Regions from separate parts of the Mus musculus genome. Here region 2 is linked to region 1. Evidence: chromatin contacts called from public Hi-C data. All regions are on one chromosome and are shown on one strand. The core of a region is the stretch at or near the end of the contact, and the rest is flanking DNA. Distances in the headings are between cores, read along the strand shown. Region 1 holds the start of 4930554P06Rik (RIKEN cDNA 4930554P06 gene). Region 2 has its middle 170 kb from the start of Iqub.

What was found. A called contact is a pair of places that touch in the nucleus more often than the background predicts.
Region 2: a contact with region 1 is called in a Hi-C map of uterus, with 7 times the contacts expected there. The contact joins the enhancer-like site here to the promoter of 4930554P06Rik in region 1. A contact is called at or near these places in 1 of 15 datasets of contacts at CTCF or cohesin (pro-B cells), 5 of 484 Hi-C or Micro-C datasets (cardiomyocytes, cerebellum, muscle stem cells and 2 more) and 1 of 9 other capture datasets (embryonic stem cells).

Annotation. Positions count from the first base shown.
Region 1 is chr6:23,179,254-23,185,707 of GRCm38.p6, forward strand. 4930554P06Rik (RIKEN cDNA 4930554P06 gene) reads right to left here and starts at 2,262. Exons shown (of 2, transcript NR_167898.1): 1 at 2,220-2,262; 2 at 1,228-2,069.
Region 2 is chr6:24,346,208-24,352,661 of GRCm38.p6, forward strand. No RefSeq gene overlaps it. Among named protein-coding and RNA genes, the nearest start is that of Iqub, 170 kb to the right of the region's middle. Within about 2 kb of position 2,639, at least 48 of the 459 cell types and tissues checked have an H3K27ac peak or open chromatin away from gene starts, as enhancers often do. A contact at or near this core is called in muscle stem cells, neural progenitor cells and uterus, where this site is marked.

The DNA.
Region 1 (6,454 bases), core at 1,012-3,511:
ACACACACACATTCACACACACACACACACACACACACACTCACACACACACACACACACACACACACACACACACTCCACCTCCCACACACACTACTGAAACCAGAGTCATTCTTTAGCTGTCTCATTCAACAACCAAGGCTGTATCCAAAGAAATTCAAATCCTGAATTTGAAGTCTCACTAAAGGTGTTCTCTAATACATATGGTCACTCCTCTCCCTAGAAGATAAAGACTTCCTGGCACTTGAACAAAATACCCCAATGGGGAGGTTGAATTTCAAAATACATGCCTACCAATGTCTCCATTCTACTTACCGGGGATTTTCACTTCTAATTTTAGAACTGGAGGCATGTTCCATAGTTTTCTCTCTAAGTGACTCAAAATTCACAATGTTCAGTAAGTATAGACAAATATTTAATTTAATGTGAAATATTATTTATCTGCTTTAGAAGTTGCCAGATCTTTCCAGCCCTTAATGCTCCTGAGTCCATCTTTTAATTCATTTTGTAATTCGGCATTTCAGTAAAGTATGACTTCAAATCATCTGTAATGTGTTTGCTGTTTGCATCTTATAATTTTAAAAAATAAATTCTCCAGCTTTATGTTCATCGTGTGGATAGATAGCATGCTGCTACTTTATTAGATAATTCCACAGCAAATCACCTTTCTTTTGTGGTTTATTTTATTCTATTTGTACGTGTTTGTATTTGCTTTCATGAGTTTTTACGTACTACATGCATATAGGATGCAGCATAAGTTAGCAGAAGGCTCGGAATCAATCCCTCGGAGCTCTGGAGTCAGGCTTAGCGTGCTGAGATCCGAATCTAGGTTCTCTGAAAGAACAAGCCTTTGCCACTGCCGAGCCTTCTTTACAGCCCTACATGCTCCCGATTCCATACTTTAATTCATTTTTAATTCCGCATTTCCGTTAACTATGATTTCAAATCACTTATCATTGTGTCTGTGGATTGTAATGAGTTTCTCTTTGAAAATCTTTTTCTTTTCCTCACAATGTCTCTAGGCTGCAATTTACGAATTTGCCACTGGGTGGCACCAAATTTTACCTTTTTGTTTTTCCTTTGAACTTGGTACACAGTTGTAAATATTTAAGTTGTAGGAGTTAGTCAAGAATTAATTACTTTAATCGGGTAAAGCTGTACGCTAATCCCTATGTCAATGCTAAAGAACCAACCCTTGCACCATAGATTTGTAACAGAAGAAACAGCTGACGTGCCATAAGGGTTTATTACAGTTCAAAAGAGCTAGCTCAAGTTGCGTGCAGCATTGATGGGTACTTAAACCTGAAATTCGATTAACCCAAAAGAAACTGTTCAAATATGCTAAGTCACAACAAACATTAAGGAACCCATAACACAGATACCAAACATAACTCAGATGGGTTCCGGTTACATGCATCCATTTGAAGAAGATCTGAAGCTTACAAAAGCCACGTGCTTTCTTGGATAATCGGCTCCGGGTGTTCATATTGAGGTTCTACGCTCTTGACAGGATTTTTTTTTTTTTTTTGCGGGCTTTCCCAGGGCTATGAAGCTATCTTTTGATCTTCATATCAAAGGTAGTGAACATCTAAGATGCGGTTGTCCTTGGCTCGGGCTTCCTCTTTTCTCTGATAGCAATTTACACGTGCAGTCCCAACTGTATTTTATAATCCGCTGTCTGTAGGTTGCTGTCTCCTCATATACCAAACAAGTAAGAGCATGGGAGAAAGTGAGGGCGGGGTTCAAAACAAGTAGGCAAGAGAAAAGAGTCTTGCTGGACAGTTACTCTGCCTGTTTCTTAGACCAAAGATATTGAAATTACGGTCGAAGGCTGTGAGTTACTTACACTGAGGAGTTGGTCCACTGTCAGGCCTCATTGACTTTGCCTTGAACGTAGCCGCAGTATCTGGTCGTTCATTTTCCACTCCCGTGCTGTAACCCTTCATAAGCCTCTGTCCTTTCATCGATGGCCTCAGAACTCCTCTTACTTCTACCATATTGCTGCCTTCAATCGACTCAGAAGAGCTGACTCTTAGCCAGTGTGATGTCTCACTGCCGTTCAAAGGCCTCTATGATCAGGGAAATTTGTGACATTTTAGGTTACATCTACATAATTTCTTACTGCCCATAAGAATGTATGTATGTATCCATGCTCAAAATAATGAATTCCATCCTGTCTAAAATGGACACATTAGTAGAATTAGTAGAAAACCAACTACCTTCTTACAGCAACCTCTATCACTGAGAGCTGGGTGTGAATGTACCACGTCCACAGATGATGTCACAATATCATAGACTTCTGTAAATTCCTTGACTGGCCTAACTTTCATCTTTGAGCATCTCAACAGCTCACTCTGCAAGGACTCACCTCACTTTTAAAATTAGCACAGCAGTTCTCTGAACAACTCTGAGTCCCCAAGATAAGCCTATAGGATTTGTTTCAGAAAATATTAAAATAATACTCGGTGATCATAAGTATGCTTGCATGCGTGTGGGCGTACATATGTAGGTAAAGCTCTTGAAGTAGAATCGCTGTGCACTATAGGATGTAAGAGGCGTGTATTAGTTGTTTGCTTCTGTTTTCCTAGTTGTCTTGCCTTGGTTCTACTCTTCTTGTGAGGAATGCCATCATGCCCCAGTCCTCCTTAGATGTGACAGTGCTTTGACATGATCTATGTGTCCCCTGGTCACAGCACAGGTTATCTGTGTCTTACAGATCAGACAAATTCATCTCAAGAGCTATGGCAACCTAACCGATTTGACATACTTAATAAGTACACATGAAACTCGAACCCAAGTCCCCGGAACTCCAGAAGCTACAATGGATATACCCTGCTGTGGTTTCACATGTCAATTATACAAATATAAACATTGTTTCTATGGAGAACTACCTGAAGATGGAATGCCACTCCAAGATCTAGATTCTGGTTAGCCAGCTGATTCCTCTGTCAAAACCAAGGTTGAATCCATCCCAGGAGTCAGTCCTTCCTAAGAGGTTGAATTTGGATTCTGCAGGGAAGCACAGGCTACTTGCTTCGCATTTTATTTTTAATTGAGAACACCAGAGACATCAGAATGTGTCCGGTCACAGACAGCACTTTCAGTGAGGTGCTTTTGTTTATGGGAGAATTAGTTGTAATTCAAGGGAGAAGAAAACCCAAGCAACAGAAATGTGTGCTTATTTAGGCCAGAAAACGAGTTTGAGACTACTGACATCATAATTACTAATATTATTATCACTCCACTTTGTAGAGAAAAATACTAAGTTTCTAGTAACCTGCAAGGTAAAGATAGGGTCATGATTAATTCTAAGTGCCTTCTTGTCTTGTCCCAGAGAGACTAGAGTCCACAATAACCTGCCCTTCTGTATGCTTTAGCTGCCTTCTCTCTTTCCATGTCACCAAGGTCACAGCTTGACAAATTTATCTCTGAACTTGGAAGTTTTATTGGTGAGTCTCTCAGACAAAAATATTTTGTCCTAATGCATTCTTTCTTTTTTTAACTCTTGAGGGTAACTTTATTAAAGTTTAGGAGAGAGAAAAATAGACCCTAGGGCAGGCAATCTGTAAGTTGCTGCAACCACCCAGGGGAGGCGAATGGAGGAGAAGAAAAAGAACCATGCCATTTGAGCTGCCAGCATGGAGACCCACCACATAGTGGCAGACAACCCTGTGTTGAAGAGGCAGGCTTTAGAAAAAGAATAAAGAAGCCTAAGGCATCAGAAAAAGCATATTGAAGTTCTGGCCACCATCTGAAACAGACAGGAAAAAAAACAAAAAAACAAAAAAACCAAGTTGCATTCAGAAAGGTGAGCTGAGCCAGCTGAACCTCAGAGTGACTTAGCTTCTCTTCCGAATGCCTTCTAATGTTGATCTCAAGCACAATTAGAAGTGCTTAATATTTTCATGCTGACGTAAAGATGACATGACTCAGCTGAGGTGGAAATGCAGCCCCGAGTGGAGGCTTCCAGCTGGATGGGGACGTTCTACTGGGCAGGCCGAGGCTTTGTACCCTGTGGCATTCCCAAGGATGAGGTGGAAAGCACTGGTAGAAAAACGAATTCTTTGTACAAAAGCTAGCACACTCGCTCCAGCCTTTCGTTCAGTTTCATCTCTGCACGTTCCTCAAGGAAACAACTTGGAACTATTCAGAAGATAAGCCACAACCTAGCTTAGCTGCACACAGTTCGTTCTGCTACATGGAAACGTAAGGTTGAAGATCAGTCAAACCTTAGTCTTTAAGGATGGCGCTGATTCACCCTCAGTGGAGTCATGCGCGTCACTGTGGCACCATCGTGCAGAGATGCGTCATTGTTCTGTGTTGTCATCTTTCACATTTCCTCTTCTCCTGCGCATCAGGCTTTCTCTTTACCCAGTTAGTCACCTTTCTGCTTACTTACTGTATTCCATTAGTCTCTGTTTCTCACCTCACTGAAGATTCCTTCCTCCCCTGTTATGACCTCTTTTTCAGTTTTATGACCCAAATTTGCATACCTCTCTCTCTCTCTCTCTCTCTCTCTCTCTCTCTCTCACACACACACACACACACACACACACTCACACATACAATTTTAAGTCGGAGCTGCAAGAGTTCTGTGAGAAAGATCAGTGGGCTACCTTGTTCCTTAAGGTGGACTATTTCTGTTGCTTCCCAAGCTCCCTTTTTTTTTTTTTTTTTTTTCATCTCTGTGTAATGTCAGCACATGTCCAGGACTCTTGGTTAGAGTAGCTGAAATGCAGCACACAATAACTTAAACCAAGAAGGCAACTACAAGTTCAAATGACAGCCAGACACATCTCAACATGGGGAACGTCAGATGTTGAGCCTTGGCCCGTCCCTCAGTCTCCACCTTGGCTGCTTTCTGGGATCATCTCCATCTCAATGGTTTTGGTTTTGCTCATCAGGATTCGTGAGCACCTTGGGGTTTGTTTTACTAAAATAAAATTTTATAATGATTGCTCCTAATGAGTCTATGGAAAATATCCAAATTCATTTAGCTGATTTGGGTTCCATGTCCAGGTCATGAACTAGTGAGAGTTCAAAAGCCAGCCCCACAACATAAATGCTCACCCCGGGGTGCATATCAGTTCAACATAAGGGCTGAGAGCAGAGAGTGCAAATACTCCAAGGTAAGAAGAAAAAGATATCGTATATTCAATAAAGTCTATTCTTAGCAGATTGCACATGTAACAAGAATGAGAACTGCATCTAGGCGCTGGAGAGATGGCTCAGCAGTTAAGAGCACTGCCTGCTCTTCCAGAGGTCCTGAGTTCAATTCCCAGCAACCACAAGGTGGTTCAGGACCACCCATCTGTATTGGGATCTAATACCCTCTTCTGGTGAGTCTGAAGAAAGCACCTGTACTTCCATATATAAATAAGTAGATAGAGCTTTATATATATTAAATGAATCTAATAGTTACATTTACCAAATAGTACCTCAAAACTGCTATATGTAAATTTGTATTAATAAGTTTTCTAGCTGCCTTGATGTAATGTGTTATATAAGTGCTCCTTATCTAGATCAAAAGTTATGCTTCCCTCCCTTGTTAAATCACTGCTCTAAAATGCACTAGCAAAACCAAGCATGGTTGTATATGCTTTTAATCCTAGTTCTTGGGAGGTAGAGGCAGGTGGAGCTCTGTGAGATGAGTCCAGCCTGTACTCTATACAGTGAGTTGCAGAATAGCCAGAGCTATGAACAAAGACCCCGATCCCACCTTCCCACATCTACTAACATCTAATAAGTAAAAGGCATATATAAAATACATGCATAGTGTTTTATATAGATGGTTTCATGTAACAGTGTTCAACCCAGCAGGTAAATGCCATGTCCTTCTTGGAATAAAGAAAATAATTGAAGAAAAATAATTTCTCCAAGCCTTACAGCAAGGAAATGATGAAACGTGTGGAAGTTCTTGCAGAATTCTTATTATTTGGAGGTCATACAAGTTTTTGGACAGAAAGGTGTCTTGAAAATCCCAATGGAGACATCTTCAGGGGAGGTATATACTCACCCTTTCGTGGATCAATCCATCAACTTTATCACGTTTCTGATATTCCTGATACACAGAGGCTCTTCAGTGAGGTTCTTACACAGGAAAATGCTAAACTTGGAGAAAGAAAACCTATTTATGTCTTATGATCTTACACTAAAGCTTTTTCCACATTACATGTATAATATTTACAGCTTTGGAAATTTCATTTAACAGGCTGGAGAGATGGCTAAACAGTTAAGAGCACTGACTGTTCTTCTAGAGGTCCTGAGTTCAATTCCCAGCAACCATGTAGTGGCTCACATCTATATGTAATGAGATTTGATGCCCTTTTCTGGTGTGTCTGTGTACTTATATATATATATAATATATATATATATATATATATATATAATATATATATATAATATATATATATATATAAGATTTTATATATATATATATATAATCTTTTAAAAG
Region 2 (6,454 bases), core at 1,389-3,888, 1.2 Mb after region 1:
GAAAGCTATGATCTTAGAAAACAAAGCATATTTAATTTAAAGAGAAAATAAAGTAGCTTGGGGAAGTTTATGGGTACTCATAAGTCCTAAGTGTAAATAATCAGTAATAAACATTTCCAACGGTGTCTCCTTCCCTGTCTCAGGAACTCGTTACTTAGAAATAAACGCTTAGTGATAATTCTGTTGTCTTCACTATGACAAGACCCTGAGTGAAATAATTTATTCTGTATACTGCCAAAGTGACTGCAGAGCACATTTAAACAGAGGAAAGAATCATTTTGACTCTTGGTTTCAACTCCTGAGAGGTGGCTCTGTTGTCCTCAGACTGTGTGAAGGCAAAAAGCATGTAGCTATCAGAGCTGCTCACCTGCGGCGGCCCGGGAAGCACAGAGAAACAAAGAAAGGACTAAGAGAGTGTAGGGCCACTCCAGTGATTCACTCCTCTAAGACACAGAGAAAACAGCCATGAAACTGTAAATCAATGCAATTATCTGTTTGTTACCAGAGGTCTTGGGATTCAACCTTTTGATTATTGGATCCAACAGCTAAAGAAGACATTTTTTTGTTACTGGGGACTAGACCTTGGAAAGAGTCACCAAGGTTAATACATGAAAAACAGCTAGTAGGCAGAAAGGTTATAAACAGCTCCCCTACCTAGGCTCCTTTGGGGGAACTGAGCATGTGCAAGCAAAGTCCTTGCCATATACAAATGGGCAGAGGTGGTGCTATCTAAGTGGAAACAGCACTAAGTGGTTCATATCAAAGTGGATCAAAATAGTATGGGCTCCAGGCTCTGATCACAAACCTGTCTCCATTTCCAGCCTGGGAGTGTTTCTCCTTAATAATAAGCAGGCTCCTTTTCTGTACTATTCACTCCGAGACTTAGGAAGCCAAGCGTTATATAGCAGGTGACCTGTGAACTCAGATCTGTATCATTGTCTTTAAAACCCGAGTCTCCAGTTTTGATTCATCAAGTGGCCTTCCAACATTGATCTGTCTTTGTAAAAATAATTTACTATACTATACATTATTTGCTTGCCTGTTAACATGGGCTTCTAATTGGCTTCTTGGCCATTGTTGTTAGAAATTAACCATTTTAAAATGTAAAATCTTTAATACTTGGACAAACTGAAAAACATACGACTTTTTGAATGTGTAAAAGAAAAGATTTGGTGATCAGAATCCAAAATGCTCTCCCTCTCCTTATCTCCTCCCACCCCCGCCATCTCTCTCTCTCTCTCTCTCTCCCTTTCTGTCTCTCTCTCCCTCTCTGTCTCTCTCTCCCCCTCTGTCTTTCTCTATCTTCCTTTCTCCTTCCTTCCCTCCCTCTCTCCTCCCCTCTCTCCTCCTTTCCATCCTATGTCCCTCCCTCTTTCCCTCCCTCTCTCCCCTCTCCCCTCCTTCTCAACCTTAGTTCTCCCTCCCCCTTGCCTTCCCTCCTCTGACTTCTAGCCATTTCCCAGTTACTTCAGCATTTTAACTTTCAAAATAAAACATGTTGACTTCCATCTCTTCCACCTACATATTTAGAATTAATTTATACTGTCCTAGATTCATGTTAGAAAGGATAAATAGCTCACATGTTTACATGAATGTTTTAAGAGAGTAAATTTGTGGTCCACTTAACTTGACTCAAAGGCAGCATTCTAGAGAGGAAAATGAACAACAGTCAACCAGTAAGGCAGAGAGCACCTCCCACAACCCCTGTGTCTGCAATAACAAGGATTCTGTAAAATGAAGAGATGTCAGCTTCCACAGCACAAACAGGGATTATATCTGGGGCACAAAGCCAGATTCCTCCTGGGGAGACAGAACGCGCTTAATCTGTAACCCCTTTACACATAACTCCGAAAACCTATGGCCAGTCATCTTTTAAAAAATTAAGGAATTTGAAGCCACATGATATTTTAATGGTTAGCTAAGCCAATTGCTTAACATTTCTCAGGAGAAAAGGCTTTGTCAGAGGCTTCAGGGTCTGCCTTGGTCGGAAAAACAAAATGAGAACAACTTGAGGTTAAAGGTCTTAGCTTTGATTCACAATTCTAGAGTCAGGCCGGAGGAGGTCAAAGAACTCTAGGCTGGGGAGGCGGTGTTTACAGCTAGCAAATGGAAATGAGATGGAAAAGTGCTGTTGAGAGCACTGGTTCCTGTTGAGCCCCGACCTCATTTGAGTCAGTTGGCTGCCCGCGCTACTTCCGCTACTTCCGGGAGCTCGCTAGCATTAATCAGCGGGGAGACACAGCTGTCTGGAGACACAGCTGTCTGATGTAAAAGCACCCTTCCGCCCTGAAGCATTTATAGTTGCAGTACATGCTAAGCCAGGTTAGCAGTCCTCAGGGAAGGACTCCTCTGCCCAAATGCAAATTAATCCAGCAGCTTCTATCACTCTGTCTCCTAGGAGTAATCTAGAACTATGCAACTGTCTGTCCAGGGCTTTCTATAGGCCCGCCTTCCTTCCTACAATAATGTTTACAAAGGCATGACGCTCCTTCCGTTCATACTCATGATTCCATCCCTTCGAAGCACTTTAACCACATTTAAATAATGGACTTAAGTAAGCATAATTGACCTTAAATTAGCTGCTGTTGTCGTCAAATTGTCAGCATTGTCCCCAGTCTTTCTAAGAAGTCAATATATTGAGTTTCCCTGCTGTTTGCGGGTCATGCATCTAGCTGTTAGGGGTAGAGGGAAAGACATCACAACACTGTCTACGCTGTTGAGCAACAAATTCCAACAGCTGGAAAAAATGTGGAAATGCACTAAGCCATCCCAATTGACAAGACTAAAAAAATAAAATCTCCCACAAGAAAGAGCTGAGAAACAAGCTAACAAGGACCCTTTCTTTACCCTTAGAGATTTATTTTTAAGTTATTTGTTTTTGTTTTGTTTTGTTTGTTGTTTGTTTAAAAAAGGCTTCTGGAGAATCGCTATCTTGTGGCAAAATTTGAACAAGCATTTCTTCGTTTTAATATCTTACTCAAAGAATCTTCTCCATACCAGGTAAATATTTGGTGAAAAATGGCTTCTGTGCGTGTGCAAATGGAGTTGATAACAGTCTTCCAAAGTGCCTTTTGATACCTTTAGAATAAACGAAATATAGGTTATCATTTAAACGGCACTAAAGATTGTAATTTTATTTGGGAAATGGGTTCGTTTCTTACCCTTTCCTTCTACAAATAAGATTTAATTAGCCCACTCCATTCATCAAAAATAAAGTAGAGCATGGGAGAACAAGCAGAGGGCAAGTTGTTTGCTGGGACGACTCAGTGCACACGTTCTGTGATGGGTAACCGTAAAACTTTAAAGTACAACCCTTTTTTTGTATGTGTGTTTGTACTAGGGTAAACTAATGTCTGAGTCAAATTGGTGTCAAATGTATTGAAGTCAGTAGGAGTTAAGGAGTAATTTCCTTACTGGTTAACTACGCGCCACCTTAGCATCTCCATATGTTAACAATGCATTGTCAGCAGCATGGGAGACCTTCTTGTAAGAACCCCTGGCTAGGTGCAAGCTACTCTTTCTTGCCTCTTTAGGACAGAATTGTCTGTCGAAGCTGCTTCATCCGATTGATTGGTAGCTGTGGCCTTTAAGTTTGGAAATGTTTTGAATATCCTCTTCTTCCTCAGTGGTTGTAATTGTAAATTTTAGGAACACAGGAGAACTGAGTGAATGTCAACGTAATAGACAAAGGACCCATGGGAGAATCCAACAAGGACTGCTTTGGGAACTTTGTGGAGAGGATGATAGTGGAGCTCATTCCTAAGGAATGGGTTCTTCTGTAAAGAACAGAATCGAGAAAAAAAAAAAAAAAGAATGGAGGAAGGGACTCGCAAGAATAGGAAATGTCTGGGCATAGTCGGAATTATAAGGGGATATTATTATTAATATTATTATTATTATTAGCAGGTTTATTGTATTGGGAAGCTGCTCTCAGGCCAGAAAGAGTTTACTGGCCCCAAGGACCAAGGTTAGGGAAGTGAGCATGGGGAAAGGGGGTGTGGGGTAGAGAAGGGAGAAAGAGAAAGGGCACACATGCAGAGGTAGAAGAGAAGGGGAGAGTCTTTCTTAATAACACTGTTTGGAAGCAGCTCAAGATGTGTCACTAAAGAGAGTATTGTATTTGAAACTCACATCGATGTTAAAAGACATTTTGATCACCTTTCATCCATATCTGAAAGCATTGTTGAAAATAAATAAATAAAAGAGGAATAAAGAAGAAAATAACCACAAACAGGAAGTCATTCGGCTCCAGAAATGTGTGTGGAGCTTTGGGGATGAGCCTTCTGGGTTCCCCGGTGGTGAGAGCCACCACAGTCCCTGGACATGCTCGGGAGAAAGTGTGGGAAGGTCTTTGGCTGCCTTCATCCTCTGAAATGGAGCTGATAACTCTCTGAAATGCGGTAATAATGGCAAATTAGTCTGTCTTGTTCCAAGTGATTTCAATATTATTTGGAGAGTTTTCAAATGCTTTTGAATTAAGAGAATGATTGCTACCCTGAATTTTAGGAGCTTTCAGAAAACTTGAAATACTTGTATTATTTTATAGCTGAAGTACTTTAAATCTTCCAGAATGTTATTTTATAAATGCTTGTATATATCAAAGTCTAAGTAAATGCTTAAACGGCGTTAGAGCCTCGATTTCTTCATTTTAGAAGGAATCAATGCGGACTACATATATAAATCATATATATTTTAAATGTCTAATAGCAGCGAATTATTATTGCATATTAGATTGTTATAATTAAATCTTATGGGGGGAACAATCCTTACAGCGTATGAATGTCACCATATGGAGAACTAAGTCTCAGCGCTGATCCCATTATAACTGGCTAGGTAGTGAGAGGGGAGGCTAAGCTATGCACAGTGCCTCAATCCTGACCTCTAGAGGCTGTTCTGAAAAACTGCAGAAGGCTACACCGTCGCAACAGCTGGGACTGTATTGTATAAAATCTCTCTATATGCACTAACCTGTCCCAGGTCACAGCAAGCACACAAGGGAATTATCTTATTGTAAACAAGATATTATTCTAGAAAGGAGAATTCCAAGCAGTTTTCATTATAATACAATCCTTAATTCCAGATGACTGGAATTTCTAACCTACTCAATTAGTATTTTATATGTTCCAGGCTCTAGAAGGAATGACAATTCATCATTTTCTTATTTCATCTTTGATGATAATTGGAAAGACCCTAAATTTTCCTTAATCTAACATGCAGGACTCATATCGAAATCTTCTCCCATTTTCACGTGTCCAATACAAGCCCTTTCTTGGAGAGCGCCGATTGACTTTAAAGATTGTGTACCACTGAGGGACATGATTGACTCGTGGTACTTCATGAAATTTCTCACCTTTAGATCCATAACATGGCAAAACACCAGCCTATAAATTGTAGCTAATTAAGTCAGTTTGCTCACCAACTAATTACTGGGATTTAATGAACATGAAGAAGTGTTACTCAGATCTTAGAGATCGTCCTTACAGTTGTGTCTCACGGACACCTGTGCGTATAGCCTGAAGATAACCTGCGTGCCACATTCTCTGTGCACAGGCTCTATGACTGTGACCCATCATATAAGGTCATGCTTCAGATGTCCCCGTTCTGTCTCATCAGCACCGAGCACACTTCAGACTCTAGAGTACTTCAGATTTCAGATGAACGATGGTCAACCTATATGGCTTACATGTTTTATTTTCAAGACGTCATCATTGACTTACCGGCACAGACACTTAATATAAGCCACTTTCCTTTTATCGCTTATGTTTAAAATATTTATTTACTTGTAAAAGTATTTCTGTCGTTTTATCTTTTTAAACTTGCTAATAAAGTTGTAAAAATAGTAAAGAGTTGTAAAATATTTTATAAAAAAGACTGTAATGTAAAGTGAATAAGTAAAAAGAATTAAATTTAATTTTAAAAGCTAAAAAAAAAACATGAAAACTAACATTAGTTATAAGGGATAGAGAAATGACTGAGCAGGTAAAGACTCAGCCAAGTGTGACAACATGAGTTTAATCCTGGGACCCACATAACAGAAGGAGAGAATCAACTCTCTCCCTTCTATCATCCTTTACCTCCACAAGCAGTGTGCCCTGCATGTGTGCCAACAACACACAATACTTAGATATATGTATCTTAAAGTCTCCACTGTTTAAAAGCAGACTCTATCACCAGTTAGGAGTGTAAGCCTGCAGACATGTCTGGATTGCTTACACTAGATTAGCCTCTGGGCATGCAAAAGAGAGTTTATCTTGCTGGATTAATTTAGGTGGGAAGACAAAAACCACACCTTTGATGGGGGCTCAATATTGCACAAACAAATGAAAGTTAAGGTGAGCAGCAGCAATGTTTCCTGCTTCCAGACTGTAGATTCAAAGTGACCAGTTGCTTCAAGCTCTTGCTACCAGGGCTTCCCCATCATAGTGGACTATCCCTAAATGTGTGCACCAAAACA